Regions from separate parts of the Mus musculus genome. Here region 2 is linked to region 1. A link is a contact called in public HiChIP or PLAC-seq data. All regions are on one chromosome and are shown on one strand. The core of a region is the stretch at or near the end of the contact, and the rest is flanking DNA. Distances in the headings are between cores, read along the strand shown.

The links. HiChIP or PLAC-seq counts read pairs in DNA pulled down with a chosen protein or histone mark.
Region 2: a contact with region 1 is called in an H3K4me3 HiChIP or PLAC-seq map of embryonic basal ganglia, with 2.8 times the contacts expected there. The contact joins two enhancer-like sites. A contact is called at or near these places in 2 of 15 datasets of contacts at CTCF or cohesin (both in the NIH/3T3 cell line) and 3 of 115 datasets of contacts at active chromatin or transcription factors (embryonic basal ganglia, fetal liver and kidney).

Annotation. Positions count from the first base shown.
Region 1 is chr2:36,000,098-36,004,017 of GRCm38.p6, reverse strand. No RefSeq gene overlaps it. Among named protein-coding and RNA genes, the nearest start is that of Ttll11, 22 kb to the right of the region's middle. Within about 2 kb of position 1,662, at least 6 of the 459 cell types and tissues checked have an H3K27ac peak or open chromatin away from gene starts, as enhancers often do. A contact at or near this core is called in embryonic basal ganglia, where this site is marked.
Region 2 is chr2:36,170,323-36,174,242 of GRCm38.p6, reverse strand. The region is part of intron 5 of Mrrf (mitochondrial ribosome recycling factor); the gene reads right to left. Among named protein-coding and RNA genes, the nearest start is that of Gm46735, 20 kb to the left of the region's middle. Within about 2 kb of position 1,927, at least 12 of the 459 cell types and tissues checked have an H3K27ac peak or open chromatin away from gene starts, as enhancers often do. A contact at or near this core is called in embryonic basal ganglia, where this site is marked.

The DNA of each region.
Region 1 (3,920 bases), core at 413-2,912:
TCTTGAGGCTGTGATCAAGTCCTCTACCTATGGAGGAAGGGGCTTAGGGCGTTGCCCTTACATGACTGATGGCTACAGAATTATAGAGAGCTGAGGCCTAGTGTCAGGAGTGTGTGTCTAGGAACGAGGCAAACACCTACCATCCCTTGCAGCTGGGTCACTGGGGTTTCCAACCTAGCACAACCAGAAACCAGGCTGCCTATCACAGCCTTCCCTCCATAACTCTCCATTGCAACCCATGGAGGAACTTTCTTGTGGGGTAAAAGATACTCATGTATGACAGTGACACCCTTCTGAGAAGCCCATACCCGTGTCTTCTTCCTCTTCCTCTCCTTCTCCTTCTCCTCCTCTTCTTCCTCTTCCTCCTCCTCTCCTCCTCCTCTTTCTCCTCCTCCTTTTCTAAAGACTTGTTTATTTTATGTGTGTACACTGTAGCTGTCTTCAGACACACCAGAAGAAAGCATCAGATCCCATTACAGATGGTTGTGAGCCACCATGTGGTTACTGGGAATTGAACTCAGGACCTCTGGAAGAGCAGTCAATGCTTTTAAGGGCTGAGCCATCTCTGCAGCCCCAGTAGTTTTCTTCTTGGGCGCCTTCCCCACGGTTGGGAAGCCATTGTGCCCACACTTCCCTCAGTGGCCAGTAGGGGAGTGGCCAAATGCCCTAGGGAAAATAGGACTCCCTCCTAAGCACCTTGCTCCGAGATGACTTACCTGACAAGACATGGTTGGGATCAGGGTTAAGTCCAAGTTAGTGGCTCTGGGGCAAGGCTTTCTACCATGTGGGTTCAGGCAATTAAACTTGGGTCATGAGTCTTGGCAACAGGTACATTTACCTGCTGAGCTATCTTTGCTGGCCTCTTCTGAACTCAGCTTTAAAGGCCTTTCTGCCTTCACTTGGTCTCAGGATATTTAGTTATTTCCCTCAGGTTTAGTTGGGAAGAGAGCAAGCAGAGGGGCAGGAGAGCTAGGTGTCTCACCAACGGGGGGGGGGGCTCTCCTCCTCCTCTTCCTCCTCCTCCTCTTCCTCCTCCTCCTCTTCTTCCTCTTCCTCCTCCTCTTCCTCCTCCTCTTCTTCCTCCTCCTCTTCCTCTTCCTCTCCTCCTCCTCCTCCTCCTCCTCCTCCTCCTCCTCCTCCTCCTTTTTTATCAAGACAGGGTTTCTCTGTGTAGCCCTGGTTGTCCTGGAACTCACTCTAGACCAGGCTGGCTTCAAACTCAGACATCTGCTTGCCTCTGCTTCCCAAGTGCTGGGATTAAAGGCATGTGCCACCACTGCCCAGCAAGAGGGGACCTCTTGCACACACCCCTAGATCAATGCAAATCCTTCTAAGAAAGCCTCTTGGCTCCACTAGCACCCTCCCATACCCACCACTGCAATTCCCTGTCCTCTTACCCCCAACCCCACCTACCCTTGCAATCTCATGGTCCCCCTACCCCTATAGTCCCCTAGACTCTCCCCCCACCAACCTACCTTTGCAATCCCCTGGCCTCTCCCCATACTTATTCCTGCAATCCCCTGGCCTCCCCCCTTACCCACCCCTGCAATCCCCCAGCCTCTCAAGAAGCTGGAGGAACAATTGCTAATCAGCTTCTGAGAGCGCTGGGGATGAATGGAGGCGAAGACAACGAGCCTCAATTACTGGCAGCTGGTCTGCTCTGGCTGCCCAGCCTCAGCGCCTCTCCTGGTACCCCTTCCTCTCCTCAGTTCTTCCTCTGCTGGTTTCTTCATGTCCTAATGGAGCACCAGCCCACGTCCTGATCCTGCACCTTACTCCTCTCCTCGTGGTAAGCCCCTAAACCCTAGCTAAGTCCCAGTCTCACCTCTGAGGTGCCACGCGCCTCACATTTCCTACTACCTGACCAGCTCCCACCCGTCTTCCAAAGTCCAGCTTCCGAATTCACCTCCTTCATGACGTCCTCCAGGCCTTTGATCTCCTCAAAGGCACTGTCCCTGCAAGGGGCTCCTGTGGTGTACACTGGTACATCCACCACACGGTATGGATGCGCCATGAGGGCAGATGCTGGGGCAGCTTGGTGTGAAGATTACGGGCTGCCACCTGGAGTGTTTTGCTCGCTTCTCTGACTCATCACTCAGTAAATGGCTTTCTTGGCTATTTCTCTTCCTGCTTTTGTCCAGCTGATCCCTACCCACAGTCTAAGTAACCCCAGTGCTCTGGTCTTCCCTCCACACTAAAGAATGAGTTACTTACTGCCCCTAGGGCAGCAGTTCTGGCTGTGTGTCCACTGCTGTCACCTCAGCACGTAAGAGATGTTGAGGTTTGCTCTGTTGCTATGGATTGTAATGCTAAGTACAAGGCCTGATTGCCCCAGAGACGAGAGTCCGAATGTAGACCCAAGTGATGATATGTGACCTTGCCTCCAGGTTACTTCTGATTGTTAAATAGAGATGCCTACAGATTATATCTGGGCAGAATTAAGGTTGGTGGTGCTTGGTGTTCCCAGCCTGGGTGTGTGTGTGTGTGTGTGTGTGTGTGTGTGTGGAGGATACCATAAGGGGAGGGAGAAGGTGAAGGAGAAAGAGAAAGATGTCAAGGGTTAGGAGTCAAGAAAGCATGGCCCCGAGGGCTAGCCAATTGGAGTTAAGAGCAGTCCAGATAAAACATAGTAATAACTCAGGGTTATCCATAGGGAATAGATTTTAAAACATAGAGGGTAGATATCTGCCTAGCTGTAGTGCTGATTAAGGCTTATTATAAATATAAGGGCTGTGTGCGTCTCTTATCCAGGAACTATATGGTCAAAGGCAGGGTTGAAGCCCTGAATTAGGATTAAATATTTTCTACAACAGAGAGATGGATGGATGGATGGATGAATGGATGGATGGATGGATGGATGGATGAACATTTATCTTAAAAGGGGTAGAAGTAGCTCCAATGTCAGCTGTGTGTGGCAAAAATTTTCCTGGGGAGATACAACACACAGACTTCCACTCACTGCAGATATGAAACCCATGACAGACCAAAGTACGGATATCACCAAAGTCCAAACTAATGGGCTTTACTGGGGTTACTCAGGGTCAGCTGCATCATCAAAGCCTACCCCAGCACAGGTGACATTTCACGAAAGCTGCAGATAATAGGTTTCACAGTGTCCTTTCCAAGTAACTCTTGTCTAAACCTCATCTAGGCAGCTCAGCTGGTTTCTGCTACTTGGAGGCAGCTGGTCTGGTCTCAAGAGTTTTTGGAGCTTAGCTTCTCAGAGAGTTGGCTTTGCAGCCCAGCTTCCTTCTCTGAGAGGGACTAGACGTTTGCATGCCAGCTTAAGCAAATCTGAGATCCCTTCAAAAATGCATGTGTTTTAACATTTAGTTCCAAGGCAGGGGCTGGCTTGGAGGTAGGGCCTAGATAAAGGAAGTAGTCACTAGGGGTTGGGTCTTGAAGTGTCTAAGCCTGTCCCCACTTCTGGTCTGCTCCCTGCTTCTTGACAGGATGCACTGTGACTGACAGCCTCATGCTCCTCCCACCATGGCTCCCCAGCCTTGCTGGACTGTATCTATTTTCAAACTGTGCCAAAATATGCCTTTCCTTCCTTAATTTGCTTCTTGTCAGGTATTTTGTCACAGTGCAACTAACTCAAGGCTGTCTCATTACCCATGAAGTCCTGCAGAGCTCCTGGCACACAGTAAACTCAGGCAGCTGAGTCCGCAGACTGAAGAAAGAGCTGCTCTTTGAAGTTGGTTACTCTCTGCTCCCCACACACCCAGTACCTCAGGTTGGACCCACGCCATAACTTCCAAAGAAGCAAATGAGAATACAGGGTTAGGATGGCTTTAGAGTGAAACTGCAGTGCAGGCTACAGAAACATAGGCTACAAGGGTTGTGGACTGGCACCTCTGTGCTTACTGGGGCCCCTGTGCCTCACAGCCTCGCTCCCTGCTAACACAGCCACCCGGATG
Region 2 (3,920 bases), core at 678-3,177, 170 kb before region 1:
TAGGATCCAAATATACAGCCAATTGTCATAAAATGTATAAGGGAAAGGAGGTGAGAGGAGCGCCAACAGGAAGAGGGGCAGATGCACTGGTGAATACTGAGCTTGTACTATGAGTAAACACAGAGTAGACAGTCCCATTTTATTACCATCTCTGTCACCCAGAAGACAGTCACCCATGAAAAAGCTACTTCATCCTTGAGTCTCAGTTTCCTGACATCAAAGACGATGAAAAAAAGTATCTCAGAGAGCAACTAGGAGAAGCAGATATAACAAACACAGAGCACTAAGAGACAGCAGCACACAGTAGCCTCAGATACATCAGAGTGCTATGGATGTCTTAATCAAACACATTTAATTATTTCCTCATGAAGCAACAAGGGCACATCTGTTTTAGAAAAAGAAACATACCACATTATATTATGGAAATATCCTAATCCTTTTCCAGTCCAATGATTAATATACATCTGATCATCTGCAGCTCACATTCATGGGACTCTGGGAGTGTACTCGTGTTTGTATTCCAGGCGTCTGAGTGGCCACTCTAAACTGATGCACATTTATTTCTCAAGCAACGGCTGAGCCCCCTACGCTTCATGCTCCATCCTGTGCTGGCTGATACACACTGCAGAAGAAGCATGCCTGCTCCTTTCCCAGAGACTGAAGAAAGGCAATATGACAAGAATGGAGAAAGCGGGAGGCAAAGACTATCCAAAGTGAGGAGTCTGGAAGGGCTGACAGGTGAGAGACCTTCAGTGTCCTACTGGGCCAGATGTTATTTAGCCTTCAAGATGATTGTTATTCTGACACATATACACACACAGACAAACCTAAGTGAAACAAGGCAACTCAAATGGACACACATTGTAGGACTCCATCTACATAACGTTTCTAAAGCAGCCAGAGGCAGAGGCAGGAAGCAGAATTGCTCCCGGGACTCTGTGTGTGTGTGTGTGTGTGTGTGTGTGTGTGTGTGTATACATCTTTGACATGTACAGCTTCAGATTTACAAGATGAAAAGCTCAGACACTTAAAATGACAAGTATTTTTAAAAAACTAATGGTATTTTATCACAATTTTGGTTTTGTTTTGAGACAGGGTTTTTCTGTGTAGCCCTGACCGTCCTAGACCTTGATCTGTAGACCAGGCTGGCTTCAAACTCAGAAGTCTGCCTGCCTCTGCTGCTGAGTGCTGGGATTAAAGGCTTGTACAACCACAGCCCAGCTCACCATTTGTTTTTAAAGGAGAGAAGCCCTAGCAGACTGTTCTACAAACAACATGAAATACCATAAAAGAGGCACAGGAGGCAAAGGAAACCCAACCAGACCTGTATTTTGTATAGACAATAATGTGCATACCATATCTAAGGAGAGGGGAAGCTGGGGACCCACCCTGCAGTGCAGCAGCTTCTTGGCTGGGTGATGAAGACAGCAGCCTTTTCCGCTAGGGTCACAGAGCCTCCCAGCACCGAGGCAGGGGTTTTGGCTGAGCTGGCAGGGTCATACTTTGTTTGTTCAAACTCCACCAGGCAGGTCTTCCAGTAACATCCTGGATGGGGGCCTTCCTGAAAAATTCCTTGAGTATGTTCCCATGAACAATAAGCAGAGGGCATGCCCCGCTGGTAACCAACACAGAGAAACCCAGTGGCTGAAATGATACTTCCCATTGTTTCTACCAAATGGGACACATGTACGAAGTTATTCAGGGAAATCCCTGTTGAGTTGGGTCATTACAGCAAAACCCACTTAAGATGTTTTTGGTCACTTCCAAGGTGGCATTAAACACAGAAAGATGTGCTTTTAAGCCTTGAAGTGGAACTCAAGAGTTCTGCCACTTGTCGGCTTCAGAACTTTGAATACGATACTCAACCTCTCCAAACTCAGTTTCCTCATGCTTAGGAGTAGAGTGTGGCTATTACTAAGAGGAGTATGCAGGGATTAGTGAAATGACGGGTGGCAAGGGCTTGGCATACTGCCAGCACATATGCACTGCAGGAGTGCTACACAGGGCGGCTGCACTAATTATTCTAACCACAGAATCTCCAAGGCTCAGGGACAATAGGATATGAGTGGTGAGAGAGAAAACAGTTGAAAAAGGTTTGGTTCCTTAAAGCTTTGGCCATGGAGTATATGGAGAGCGGCAAAGGATAGGGAGGACAGAGGACCAAGCCGGTGGCACAGCCTGGAAACTCTATTACCTGGGAGGCTAAGGCGAAAAGACTGCCAAGCTCAAGGCTTTCCTGGACTACAAAATGAGTTCAAGGCCTGTCTGGCAACTTTATAAGACCCTGTCTCAAAACGTAGAAAAAGGGCTGGGGCATGTCTCAATGGAGGGGCACTAGCCCTAGCATGGGAAGGTTCAATACTCAGTATTACCAAGAAAAGAAAAGAAAAAAAAAAAAACACCAGGAGAGGGAGGCAGCAGGTGATAGGGCTGCAGAGACCGTGACTTCTGCTCCAACAGCAGAGGTGGCACACTAAGATGGCAGCTGCATTCTAGGGAACAGCATATCAAAGCACATCTCTGACAATTCCAGAGAAAACATGTCACCCCCTCACTGGGCAGCCGGGAGACTTCCCTCCAGCAAGAGCACAGACCCACAGTCAGTAGCAGGCACATGCCCTGCTTCGTTGTTTGCTGGTACGAGCTACTCAATGATTTGGGGCTTCAAGCTCTGAAGGAAATGTTTTTGTTTGTGTAGCCCGGCCAGATTTCCTATGCTTCTAAGTACCCTACCCCACCCCTCCCATTAACCCATCTTACATCCATTAATGTCTCATAAGGACATCAGACTAAAGAGAATCATACACTTGGGAAGGATTCCTACCACCTATGCTAACAGAAAGAAAAAGGAGAGAGGTCAGGAGTCCCAACTCCCAGCTCAATGGTCTCCTTTAAGCCATTCATCTTCTCAGTCAGCTAGGAAGGACTGGAACCCAAGCCCTACACTAAGTGGTCCAAATACTTGCTGAAGCTCATACATGTACACGTACACACATACACACACACACACACACACACACACACACACACACACACACACACACAGAGAGGAGCACAGACTTGACAGACAAGTGAGACCAGAGCTCTCTAACCTCTGCTCTGAGCAACCATGACACACACTTCTCCTCTGCAGCTGTCATCTGGAGGAGCTCTTGAGGCAGGTCTCTGAAGATACTAGTGGGGTGTGAGGCCCAGAGTTTTCATGTCTAAGCTTGTCTCAGCTTCCCTGCCTGTCAAACACATCTAAGTCTACTTATTTACTGGATTATTTGGGAGAAATATGATGGTACTAAGCGATGTCCTCATGAACATTACCCACTACTACTTTCTCATCTATTAAATACAAGACTAGGGATGAGGTGGGATAACAACGCTGCCTTCTGGACATTAAGATAGCTCAGCTGGTAAGTGCACTTACTGCGGAGTCTGACAACCTGAATGTGATTCCTGGGCTCACACAGGAAGCTCATGACCTCCACACATGTGTGCTGGCATACAAAGCATGAGCAATGGTAAGTAAATGTTTTTTAAAACGTTGTCTTCCACAAAGACCAAATGGTAGATGGTGGCTAAGGAGAAGCATGTGCTAGTTTCATCTGCGTGTTGCTGGAGTCAAATATCAGCTTCAGTTTTTTGGCTTTTTTTTTTTTTTACGATTTTTTTTTTATTTAATGTATATGACTATGCTGTTGCTCTCTTAGACCCTCCAGAAGAGGGCATCGGATCCCATTACAGATGGCTGTGAGCTACCATGTGGTTGCTGGGAATTAAACACAGAATCTCTAGAAAAGCAGTCAGTGCTCTTAACCACTGAGCCATTTCTCTAGCACCCTCATAGAAGCAGGAGGAGGGGAGATAGAATAGGGGGTCTGGGGGGGGGGTCAGGAAATATAAATATCCAATAAAAAATAAGAAAAGAA